Regions from separate parts of the Mus musculus genome. Here region 2 is linked to region 1. Evidence: chromatin contacts called from public HiChIP or PLAC-seq data. All regions are on one chromosome and are shown on one strand. The core of a region is the stretch at or near the end of the contact, and the rest is flanking DNA. Distances in the headings are between cores, read along the strand shown.

Region 1 (2,640 bases), core at 87-2,586:
AATTAAAAACAAGAAAAGGAAGAAGGAGAGGTGGGGTGGGAGGAAGCCCAGTAGCCCAGAGCTTCTGCTCTGTCAGCAGCTCCGCAATGATTCTACAAGGGAAGCTCTACACAGCCATTGTCTCTCCCAGTTCAAGGTTAAAGCTTCAGTCCTGCTAGACAAACCCCAGATGACCAGACAACACCAGAAATACTTGGTTTGTAGCAATAAAAGTTTTAAAGTGCAACTGCCCTCTCTTAAATTTATTCATGAATCTACGCTAAAATGTATAGCTCTTTCTTATACAGCATTTATAGCTTAATTCAAATGAATGTTTCTAGCTAAGCACGAGTGCCTCTACATACTCAAGTACAATTCAGAACTTCAAATCCATTAACAGATGGCTTGCTGCTTCTCAATAGGCTGTCTGGCTTGGCTACAGCCGCACGGAGGGAGAAATGTAAGAATCTTAATATAAACACCACACACACACACACACACACACACACACACACACACACACACACACACACACACACACACACGCTGAAGAGTCCCTAAGTACCATTTAAAGCTGAACAGCAGCAGCACATAGAATGGCACAGTTTTTGATGGAGGACTGCAATAAATTGCTGTTGGTCAAAATTTCCAACTGCTGCTTGAACTAAGATTAATAAAATATAAGACATAATTTGACACTAAGGAAAATGGCTAAATACTTACCAATGACTACATAGGAAACAAAATGCATCATGGGCATTATTTGTTCCTGTTATATAAAATACTGGTAGCACATTTTTATACTACTCAATTTTACAGAGTATCTCTGCAACTTCTACTAAACATTTATTCTACATGCAAAGTTCTCCCCCATTTCTCAATTTTCTTTCTCTCCCAACTCCTGCTATTCAGCCTAAATTCATTCATATTCATTTTACTTCTGAACAATAAAACGAAGAAAAGAGACACTGATCTTTGAAGTGAATATCTGAATTGTCATCGAATAGTCTTCATATTTTGAGCTTCATGGGCTCATAATATAAATGTCTATCCCATGGAACAATTATAAAAGCTTTGCTGTCACTGTTTTCATGAGCTAATCCATAGCATGAGTTAATACATATGATATATTCTATAAACAGAATAACTTATAAACCTAGCAATTTAGTTTATCCAAGTAGAGCTCCCTTGTAGATAACATATTTTCAGGTTACAAGACATCTAAGTAAAAGGGGTGCGAGAGAAAATTATTACAGCACTATTCTTGGAATACAATCCATTAGGTACTTAGGCTGCTGTACAGTTAGAACCAAAAGCCAAACACATTTCTGTCTGGGCTCAGTGCCTAGAAGAAAGGAGCCCATATGCTTAACACAGCTATGTAACATAGCCTACTCCTCATTCTTTGTTCACAAAATGTCTATGACTGAAAAGAGATGAAGAATGAATTATACTTTCAAATCAGAAGACACTGATTCTAAGCAGCACAGGTTGATGTGGAATTGCAAAGTAAGAAGGGCAGGTCTGGAATGGGCTCAGGGAGCTCACAGCATCTGGAAAGGCAGGGTGAGAAAGGCAGGGCTAGTCTATTACATCAGCTACTAAATGACCACTTCTTCTGTATACAGAAGAGTTCAAGAAAATATTACATTATCCATTAAACTATTTCCTGGACTTAGTTCAATATTTAAGTTTAAACATTCATTAGGGCAAATGTGTGAGATTTCCAAATACTGACTACAAGGACAGAAAGTACTTAATATGAGTTAGTTCAGATACTTGGGGTACCTTTCAGATTAGTTTTATGAAAATTCATCTTTGTAACCAAAGATGGGCAATTCTCCTTGGAACATGACAATTCCTCTGACTTCTTTTTCAATTTTTTCAATGATGAGGAACATTTAGCACGGTTTAACTCTCTGAAAAGAAAGAAAACCAAGAAAAGCTTGTTTTTCAGTAAGTCATGCCAGCATACATAAGATAGTATTTTTCTTCCTTTAAAATGTATCCTGCTTTGAACTCATTCAATCATACTGCTTTCCAGCCTTTAGAGTAAAGTCAGCTACATGAGAACAAATTTTGATGCATTAATTTTTACTTTATTAGTCTATATCTCCAACTGCTCAGTAAAAAGGTAATGAGTGTAGAACGCTGGGCAAGGAGGAAACTAAGTAAATCAGATTTTGTAGAGGAAATAAAGCTGAAAGTTACATTAGAGTGCAGGCCTCCAGATTTCCCAATCAAGAAGTCTTTCATTTTCAGAAAGTATAGCATCTCATATGCATCTAAAACCTTATTTATACTACCTATAACAAAGTTGAACTTTCTGTTTCAGACAACATTCTTATGAAGACTTTATTAATAGTTTCATTTCTTTCAGGAAGCACTTAGTAGGAAGGAAGTATGGTCATTGTATTACAGTAAAAGAAAAGTGCTGATCTTATTTATTTATAGGTCCAAAATTGAGTTTTCTCTCAATCATATGTAGACAATACCCAAAATAAACTAAAGCACCAGGAATTTCAGAAAAAAGACCATATTCCAAAACAAAGTGCAGCTGCAGCAACAACACTACTTACAGGAGCTCTGGCCGACCTTCTGCTTGTTTCCGTTTTGCACCATTCAGCATTAGTAATGCTCTTTGAGACTCTAGGCAAGGCC
Region 2 (2,640 bases), core at 94-2,593, 350 kb after region 1:
AGAGCTCTGAGATAGTAGTGGAATAAAACAGTTATGTTCACCAGCCATCCCTCTCACACGAGCTCAGTAATTAAATATGGCTATGGGCATTTTTATCCACAGAGATTTACCAACTGCTGTAGCATTACACATTTATAGAAGGGTTTCTACACCTGCTTTTTAAAAAATGAAATAACCACAAATCACAGCAGCTTGAAGTATTTTCTTTAAAAAAAATAATAAAGTTTACCTCTAGGCCTTTGGTTTTAGCAGATACAAAGCCACTATCATTAGCCTACCATCCATTTTAATTTGAAATCCTAAGAACAAAAGTCATTAATAAGTCCTTTGTTATAGATTTAAAAAGAAGACGCCTTTTTAGTATTTGTATGTCATCATGCCAGGCCTAGAAAATTAGGCTAATTTATTATTTAAAACACTGGTGGGATTCCTAATTGCATTCATCATTAGATATGACACGTTTAGAACTGAGAACCATATCCAGTGAGAATTTTCCAGTTTGAATTTTGAAATAAAAATATTTTTCAAGAGATCCCTAGCTATTGCCTGTTACCATGGTAACAGTCCTATTTGTCTGAGAGCTCTGTCCGCTGCCAATGAGAGAGAGAGCAACGTCAACTAAACATACGAATACATCAAAGACAAATTCATATGCTCAATCTGATCAGCTCAATTAATGTAAGAACAGAAGCTGAAGGGGGTTAAAAGAGGGCACCCATTCAGGAGAGATGAAGCCCCTTTTAGCAGAATATACACGCCGGCCTTTTGGGGGAGGAATTTAGCACACTGTCAAAAACATTATCAGAGAAAGAAAGTAGTAGGGCCTCCTACACCTAACAGATATGAAGCTGTCAGACAAAGAATAGCACTATTCATTAAATGACACTTATTTTCTCCCACTTTACAAGAATACAGCGAACAAAACAAGCATGGAGCAGCTGAGAAAGACACTTTTTTCTTTTGCTAGTAATGATAGACATGCAGCAATTATGGTGATAACTAAGGAATACTAAACAAGAAGCCAGCCCCAACTCTGTTTATTACCTTAAATTTTATGTTACTAAATTTGCACGCATCTCCTGTTTTGTTTTATTATTAATGTCGGACAGAAATTAGATGCCTTTGTTTTTTTAACATCGTGCCTGGAGTTTGGTATAGCACCCCTCTAAACTCTGATTTCTCTCACTTTTCTTGTTAAAAGGCCATATCTAGTTGAAATGCTTTCGAAGTAGACATCGCCAAAACACAACACAACCACTGTTATCCACGTGAGGTGTACACAGTCCCCGGGAGGCTGCTTCATTAGTGAGAAGGGAGATTTTGGATGTTATGTTTTTTGGATACGGCTAAGCTGTGTTGCTTGCTACCTTTGCTCCCATGCTTCATTTTACAGAGTGCAGTGTGTTACACTGGGTGTCTGTCTGTGCTCATCACATTCACGTTTTTCTTCTTTTGCAATTGTAGGTGCTACGTAGTAGGAAAGCCATTTTCTGGGGTTTCTAACAGGTGCAGGCAACTAGAAGTTCCCCTAGGATCCTTGTCTTTTAAGAATCTTATGCTTAAGCCGTGATGATCTGATTTAAGACCCATTATCAATAGTCGGCTACTTATATCTGCATGATCTTGGACTGATTGATACTGACTTTGTAGCCATGTGCTCTGTAATGTGCTGTCAGGAAATGCTGACAGATGCAGTGAAAGAACAATAAATGTGGGGCAGCCGTAATGTAAAGGTCCAGCTAGGCTGGATGAAAACTGATAGCTAGAATATTGGCTCCTATGTTACCGATACACCAGTCCCGCTGAGAGTTTCCCTGGTGAGTGAATTAAAAATGGTCTCCTGATACCTAGAAGGGGCAGGGGGAAAATAATCTTCATTTAAGGAATTGCCGACTTTGCCAAAACATTGTTTCATAAGAACAGAGCCAAGGTTAAAAACAGAAAATACTCTCGGACTTAAAAATCTGGGCAGCCTGTCATGTCTGAGAAAGTATTGATTAAAAATCAATAACACAAAAGATCACTGTATCCACTTTTTATGATACTTAATGCATTTGTATAAAATTACATGACAAGACATCTCACTAGCATTCCTTCCGTAAAAGTATGGCATCTGATACTTTTAAAAAAATATTCTCGATCTTCAACATGCTCCGTGAATCTAGCTGGCATTTTGCCAGTACAGGTTTTTCTCAAAGGGCTGGGAAGAGAAGTCAGTTTCTTCCTAGTAGCTTCTTCTCCTCTCTAACTTAAAATGGAGCTATCACTGTTAGCTCAGGCTGTAATTTAATTTGTTCTCTTGATAGTTCTTATTTACATGATATTTTATACATACCCTTTCTATTACTATGTACCACCTCATAAGTCATAGTATTTAAAGATAATCAACACTTCAAGAGTGATGTCTCAAGTAACAAAGGATCCTAATGCATCCTAACACACAATTTTGTCCAAGTGTACAGTAATCAAGTATTATGTTTACTTTGAGACGAATACAAAATCTGATTTTGTCTTTAAATTTTATTTAGCTAGAAATATATAAAATGTAATAAGTATTTGTGCATTTTTTAAAATGTGGAGTCTCTGCTAGTATCTGTATGTATTGATTGGTATGTATAAATTAAGGCGAAACCCTCCTTA

Evidence for each region. HiChIP or PLAC-seq counts read pairs in DNA pulled down with a chosen protein or histone mark.
Region 2: an H3K4me3 HiChIP or PLAC-seq map of embryonic forebrain shows a contact between it and region 1, with 5 times the contacts expected there. The contact joins two enhancer-like sites.

The regions. Positions count from the first base shown.
Region 1 is chr13:77,047,320-77,049,959 of GRCm38.p6, forward strand. It overlaps Slf1 (SMC5-SMC6 complex localization factor 1), which reads right to left. Exons shown (of 21, transcript NM_134071.3): 17 at 2,559-2,640; 18 at 1,768-1,898. Among named protein-coding and RNA genes, the nearest start is that of Slf1, 87 kb to the right of the region's middle. Within about 2 kb of position 1,337, at least 30 of the 459 cell types and tissues checked have an H3K27ac peak or open chromatin away from gene starts, as enhancers often do. A contact at or near this core is called in embryonic forebrain, where this site is marked.
Region 2 is chr13:77,396,503-77,399,142 of GRCm38.p6, forward strand. All of the region lies in intron 19 of 2210408I21Rik (RIKEN cDNA 2210408I21 gene), which reads left to right. Among named protein-coding and RNA genes, the nearest start is that of 2210408I21Rik, 260 kb to the left of the region's middle. Within about 2 kb of position 1,344, at least 31 of the 459 cell types and tissues checked have an H3K27ac peak or open chromatin away from gene starts, as enhancers often do. A contact at or near this core is called in embryonic forebrain, where this site is marked.